2 separate regions of the Anas platyrhynchos genome follow, and region 1 is linked to region 2. A link is a contact called in public Hi-C data. All regions are on one chromosome and are shown on one strand. The core of a region is the stretch at or near the end of the contact, and the rest is flanking DNA. Distances in the headings are between cores, read along the strand shown.

What was found. Hi-C and Micro-C count contacts between places; a contact is called where the count stands out from the background.
Region 1: a contact with region 2 is called in a Hi-C map of subcutaneous adipose tissue, with 3 times the contacts expected there. The contact joins the enhancer-like site here to the promoter of TBC1D7 in region 2. A contact is called at or near these places in 5 of 8 Hi-C or Micro-C datasets (F1 follicle, liver, skeletal muscle and 1 more).

What each region holds. Positions count from the first base shown.
Region 1 is chr2:95,455,358-95,458,905 of IASCAAS_PekinDuck_T2T, reverse strand. LOC119715829 (a long non-coding RNA gene) reads left to right here. Exons shown (of 3, transcript XR_005263260.2): 2 at 1-3,548. Among named protein-coding and RNA genes, the nearest start is that of GFOD1, 27 kb to the right of the region's middle. Within about 2 kb of position 1,320, at least 5 of the 8 cell types and tissues checked have an H3K27ac peak or open chromatin away from gene starts, as enhancers often do. A contact at or near this core is called in subcutaneous adipose tissue, where this site is marked.
Region 2 is chr2:95,352,019-95,355,519 of IASCAAS_PekinDuck_T2T, reverse strand. It overlaps TBC1D7 (TBC1 domain family member 7), which reads left to right and starts at 2,107. Exons shown (of 10, transcript XM_013103895.5): 1 at 2,107-2,261; 2 at 3,100-3,304. It overlaps LOC119716084 (a long non-coding RNA gene), which reads left to right. Exons shown (of 3, transcript XR_005263767.2): 3 at 87-1,574.

The sequences.
Region 1 (3,548 bases), core at 71-2,570, 100 kb before region 2:
TCCAGGAACCTCCTGGACTGCCTGCGCCATGCTGTGCTATGAGTCCAGCAGATACCAGGGTAGTTGAAGTCCTCCATGAGGACCAGGGCTTGTGAACATTAGCCTGCTTCCATCTGTCTATAGAGGGCCTCATCTGTTTGGTCCTCCTGATCAGGTCGCCTGGAGCAGACTCCCATTGTCATGTCCCCTGTCCCTGCCCCACAAGCTCTCTGTCAGCTCCTCATCCATCCCCAGGCAGAACTCCATACACTCTAGCTGCTCACTGACATAGAGGAAGATCTCCCCTCCTTGTCACCCCTGCCTGTCCTTCCTGAAGAGCCTGTATCCTTCCATTGCAACACTCCTTTCATGGGAGCCATCCTACCATCTCTGTAATGCCAATGAGGCACATCAATGCATGCCCTGCAGGCATGCAGACATCTCTCACTCCTCTTGTTTCATGGTTCCCATGGTTTAACTAACCAAAGCCCTGCCTGTGGCACCAGTCTTGTAACAATCTGTTGATTTGCCAGATTCAGCTGGCCCTTTCAATCCCCTTCCCTTTGATTAGGAGCATGGATCAAAGGACTACCTATGCTCCTGAGCCCTTTACTGGTGCTCCCATGGCCCTGTAATCCCTCCTGATGCTCCTCAGACTGCTGTAGGCTGCCTCAGTGGTGTCCATGTGGAACAGCAGCAGTGGATAATAGTCCTTATGCTGCACAAGGCTGGGCAGTCTTTTGGTGACATTCCTGTTACGAGCCCCTCCTGCCCCCCACCAATTGCCTCGGACAGTGATCAAAAAATCTTAGGAAGTGTGGATTCCCAGAAAAGCATTTCATTTCAGTGCTGACACGGGTAGATGGTAGGGTAGATGGTACTGTAATAGTTACATCTGAGCTGCCAAGGTGTGTAGCGATGGTATCAGCAGTGACACACCGGGAGTGCCTCTGTAAGCGTTTCAGTGTTATCAGTGAAAACTAACAGGAGTGGGTACGTTGCCCGTGGTATCAGCAGTGACACACTGGGAGTGCCTTTGTATGCGTTTCAACTTCATCAGTGAAAATTAACAAGACTATGGAGAAAGGGTGAAGAAAATGGAGACTAACGTTGGTAAGGATTCTATTTAAAGTATCACTTTAGAAGTGCAAGCAACGCGGGACTGTGAACACACACCACCGCCACAACCTGCACCCAGCGCGACTCAGGCACCCAGCCCCACGTTACCCCGGGACCTCGCCTCCCCAGGGGCGGCCCCGCCGGCTCTCGCGAGAGGGGCTGAGGGGAGGGGGCGTTGCCAGGGCGACGGCGGCCGCGCCCCCGCCCTCTGCCTAGGAACCGCCTCCGGGAGGGTGGGGCCAGTGGCGCATGCGCACGCCGTGGCTGGCGCTGCCTGGGTTGCTGTGTGGCGTTATCTAGGTGCTCCTGTTCCAGCAGGTCGATTGGACTAAATGAGCTTTCAAGATCCATTCCAATCCCAAACGTTCTGAAATTCTGTCATTCTGTTTAATGAATGATTTTTTAGAAAGTCACACATGTTGCCTACCAATCTCTGTTTAGAACCAGGTTTTAATATGGCTAGTGTGCAAAATGCGACACTGCATAAGCAGTAACAAGACAACGGTCTGCTAGTGGTAGAAGGAAACCCAGCCCCTGTTCAATACTTTTTTTACTTCGTCTTTCATTAAAAATGGGTCTGCTGAATGGTTGGCAAAATTAAACATCTTCACAACTGGTCCAGAATTAGGAAAGAACAGTCTATAGAAGACTTGAATGTTTTCACATTGATGGCACTTAGTGAAATTATCCTTCTTGTATAAAATAACTACATAAAACGTAAAGATATTAATGGGCAACTTTTTTGTTTGTTTGTTTTTTGTTTACTTCTGTTTAAGACTACGACTATACAGTCACTGCCCAGACTGCCTTGCTGTCTCTCCCAGCTCTGAGTATCTTTCCTCAACCAGTCCAACATTTTTCTGTCCGTAAAAGTAAGTGTTATGACCAAGCTGGCACCTCATACAGAAATCTGCTTTTATTTTGAGAAAAATGATGAAAACTGTAATTCTGTCATTAATGTAAGGGGGAAAAGATGTTGTTACTACTTTTCCACTCTTTTCTTTGGTAAAAAAATAAATTAATTGCCTCTCACAACCATCAACATTAACAGGACAGCTTTTTACCATTAAGAATTCTTGCTTGATAGAGTGTGAGACTCATTTAAATGTTTCATAGTTTTATTCAAAAGATGTGTTTTACTTTCATTACATTCTAGTACCTTCTCATACTTACAGTCAGCATATGCTTTCTACTGAATTTGTCTCCAAGCTAAGTTGCTATATTGAAACCCAAAACTGTAAGTATTTAAAATTTTGTGATGATTATGTACATGAGTCCACTTCTCCCAGAAAAACTAGCACACAGCCACTTTGACATCTTTTTCTGGAAAAGTGCTTTGGGGCTGAAAGTGCTGATGGCTCTGAACTGATACTAGTAGGATATAATCCACAAAAAAAAATAGAGGTCTTTACTGAGTGGTAATAGCTAATTTAGAACACTTGATTGTGTATGTTTCTACAAAGTGCTTTACTTTGCAATTGGTAGGCACAGCACTTCTTGCCATTTTACCACCAAGTCACTTAGTTCCATTAGATGGTTGTCATCTACTTCAGTTTTAACAACCATGGAACTAACATATCTCCAACCTACATTTATGTGCAAACTAACTGGAACTAACTTTATCTACATAACAAAAACTGTGAGTTTTGTCACTTTGCTGTATTATTAATAAATTGAATAGCAGAAGTCTTAACACAGGTTCAGCAGTACTGATGAAGTTACAGTTCACTGGCTATTTATTCCTGTGTAGAACAACTGGCACAGTAATTTAGAGGAATAATTACATGAAATTGTGGTAGGCCTTACAAATAAGCTTTTGATGTGGCAGTAATGGAGAAGTCAAAGCAGTGTTGGAATCCAAATTCCAAATGCGGGAATTGAAGTCTGGATATTTAAGTAAGTGCAGAAAAGACCCACATAACTGTTTAGTCCAGAAACTGCATAAAATGGCTCAGAATATAATTGTTAGAATAAATGTTTTCTATTATTAAAGGCATAAAATTATTGTTTTACAGTATTAGATGAGCTTTGCATGTAGATAATACATGGTACTAAAGAGCAGTTAATCTATCATCATTGATTTGATGCTAGAACCAGATAAAGAGCTATCAGCTTAGTAGTGGGGGAAATTAAAGATTTCTGAAGTACATCACTTTGGGCAAAATACTTTAACTTTCTCTATAAGTTAAAACTTCATGGATTTAAAAATCTGTACAGCCATCCCTGGTCCTACTTTTACATCCCTACTTTTCTTGTTCTTTGAAGTCTGCAGCTTTTTTTGAACATAACAAGACACTAAGGTCTTGATCTGTGTTTCCCTCTACATGGTGATCTTTTGTTTGTTTGCTTTGTTTTGCTTGCCAAGAATTTCTTTACCATTTTTTTTTTTTTTAAGTTTTGGAACCAGTCTGACTTTGTTATAGTTGCTGAAGTGAATCAGTACACTTCCA
Region 2 (3,501 bases), core at 858-3,357:
TTTATCTGTTATGTGTTATATCTTTTTGGATGTTATTGCACTTAAATATTAGTTTGTATGTTTTTTTTTTTTTTTTTTTTTTTTAGGTTATTATTGCTCCGAGAGATGCCTTGGAAGGTATTATTGATTAAAGATAATTTAACCAATCAATGTTATTATAAACAGTCTTTCACTCAGCTGGTTGACTCCTGCAGCTATTCATGATGAAATTCTGCTTTCATTTACAATGGCAACAAATAGATTCCATTGGTAAGAATGAAAATAATTCATTTCCCTAGACAAAGGACAATCAGATCATCAGATCATTATTCGGTTTATGAACATGTAGACAGTTTAATATGTTGATTTAAGTAATGCAATCACCTGTGTGCTTTGCAACACTGATTTACAGCACATACAGTCATTTAGCCATTTTCAGTGCAGGTGGATGTACAAGGGTAGTTGTGAGGAAGTAGGGCTGTTAAATAAAGATGGATAAATATAAATAAAATATAGTAAACATAAATAAAATAAAGAAAACGGTAAGTATGTCCAAATGTTGATAGGGCTTTTTTTTTTTTTTTTTTTTTTTTTTTTTTCCTTAAAAAAAATAGGTTTGTAGGCTTTTTTTTCGCTTTATATCTGTCACCAAACAATGGTCTTTGTCATCATTAGCAGTTCATGCTAAGCCTATGCTTTTAATTTTGATTATGTTTTGAAAAGTCTCTAATTAATTTCTTTAATTAATTTCCTAGTGATCTAAATATAGTGACTGGTAGTCAGATTTACAGTTGGCTTTGGCTGGGATTCCACTATAAACTATTAAATAAATGTTAGAAACTGTTTACAGACACCATTAAGAAAAATGGTGTGTTTCAGAAATGTGACTGAGAAACCTGTAATATGTAGTTTAGAAACTTTTCTAGGGGGAGCATATTATTATTTTTTTTTGGGTGGTGGTATTGATTTTATGCTATATTTTCATGCAGCTAAACTTTTCGGACTTATTTTTACTATTCATTTGATTAATCAAAGCCATCATTACTGTATTAACCTGATACAAATCCACAGTACAGCACCTGGTAGCTCAGCTGCTTAAAATATTTTTGAATCTGCTGTACAATGAACAGTGTTAAAACGAATTGTGCTAGCTTTAGCCCTTTTTAGAGCACCACTAAAGCTATGTGACACATATTGACGAGGTCAAGAATAAGTACTTTTAAATGACAGAGATGTGATTGAACTTCTGTAGCATTTTCCTGAATCTTGTGATACTTGTTAGCTGCCAGCAGCACCAAAGGGGTCTCGCACAGAGGCAACTGCCACCTATCGACAAAAGATGCGTACAATGCCAATGTTTGAAAACTGCAAAAAATGGCACCAGGCTGCCACCTGCTGCTGTGCAGAATTACTTCAACAAACACATTTGTGAGGCCACACCATCATTCCTCGACGAGCTGGCTCCAACAAAAGCGTGCCCATTGTGCAGCAGCGTGCTTTCCTCTAGGCATCCAAAAAGCGTTGCTCAGGATGATAGAAAGGGAAGTTCTGTCTGCTTGAAAACAGGCCACTTATAGGAACCTAAAAAGCTGTCTGGAGGGGATCTAGCATTCTGAAGTCTCAGCGTTGCTGGCTGAGGTATTTGATGGTTAATGTTCCTGCTTCCAGAAAGGGACCGTGAGCTGAAAACTCAGCTTCTGGTAAAAGAATCTGCCTGTCTCTTGCAGTCGGGCAGCATAATACTGGCCAGATCTCAAAACTCTGAACAACGAAAACATGAAGAAATTAAAACACGGTGTCCCGTAATTTTGGCAGCACAGGGTGATTTTTGGGTGCTGGCCTTCCCCCCGTGAGGGCCTTCATCTGATGTGAGAGGTGGAAGTTTTAGCGCCGGCCACAGAGGAAATCTCATTGCAAAGCCCAACAGCTTTCCACAGGTTACTGTGACTAAACCATCCCTCCCCGTCACAGTGGATAGCCCACATTGCTAAGCATAAAATAGTAAATAACACAGAGTGGGTAGAACTTGTATGAGGGATGACGGTTTGCTTTTCTTTTTTTTTTTTTTTTTGTTGTTGTTTTTTTTTGGGTTTGGAGTTTTTAACCCTTCTTTGTCCCGTCCCCCCGCGCCCCGCTACAGGGCGCAGCGCAACCGCTGGTCACGCGGGGCGCGGCTCAACCGCCACCGTGTGGGCGGTGCCCGCGCATGCGCCGCGCGCTACCCAGCCGCTGTGTGGGGCCGCGTCCGGCTCCTGGAGATGGGGGCCCGGCCCCGGGGTTTGGTGAGGGGAGAGAAGGGGGTGTGTGTCTGTGTGTTATTAATTACCGTAATTAGGATCGCATCGGTTCTTTCTTATAGGTGGTGCTCATAGTCGGTGTGTTGTTCCTGTTCTATGGCTGTACTGTCAGCTCGCCGCGAATGGTAGAGGCTGAACGTTTTCTAAGTAGCGCGTATTAAAGTCAAACAAATATTTTAAGGGTAATTGAGCGTCTGTACCGCCTGAACTCAGCTTGTAAGGGCTGCTGAGCCCTTAAATGCACAATGCGTGAATATCACAGTCATTTTCATGGGGACAGCGTGTAACTGGAATATCCTGCAAGTAATATAAATATTTTTTCCTCTGGCTTGGAGATGGTATTTGTCTGATCTCAGTATTAATTCAGGCCTTTGCTGCTTTATATTTTTCCGGTTGGTCTTGACTATGATCCTACAAAGCACTCAGAATGGACTTAGTTTGAAAAACAAATAGGTCTAGTGCATATATGAGTTTGCTGCTTGAAAAAATGTGACCTTATATCTGCAAATGCTGTGCTCCTATTGTGTGTGCTTCAGTTTAGCAAGGAAAAGAATAATTTAACTAGGAAACGTTTTTGATATATAATTCACCTGTTACTGTCCCTCAAAACAAATAATTTTTCTCCAAATTTTGCTGTTGTCACTGGGCTTAAAAGTTGAGGTTGTTTGTAACTCTTTTGAGTTACAAAGCGTAGTTTTATCGTATTTGTAAGCCTGCAAAGGAGAGGAGAGAATTGATATGTAAAGGTTTGAGCTGCATTGAAGTATAAATGTTTGTTATGAAACACATAGTTCTCGCTACAATAATTTACCATTGTTTCCAGTGCAAGGATGAGACAGTTATGTCCGTTTAGTACCAGAATGACGAGCTCAAGAGTGGGGGTGTTACGGTGCCTGATAACAACATGAACATTTAATTCAAATCTGCAACTTAAGAACAAAACTACAGATCTAGCCTTATCCTTTCCTATCACTTCTGTGTTACTGAAGCCAACGTTGGATTGCTCTTGCCTCTGGTTACCTTGTCTGGTGAGTATGAAACCTGATGAATTTTACTTATTTGTATAACGGTTGCATGCGGTTAGAATTTCTGTAGCCAACATTATGTCAGGCTCTTAAATGTAGTTTTATATTAGTTTTGAAATATATGAAATCACCTAAGAAGAGACTCTCCAGCGTGTTTCGAAACTGTAATGTAATTTACTGCAGGAATAATAGTGTAAAAA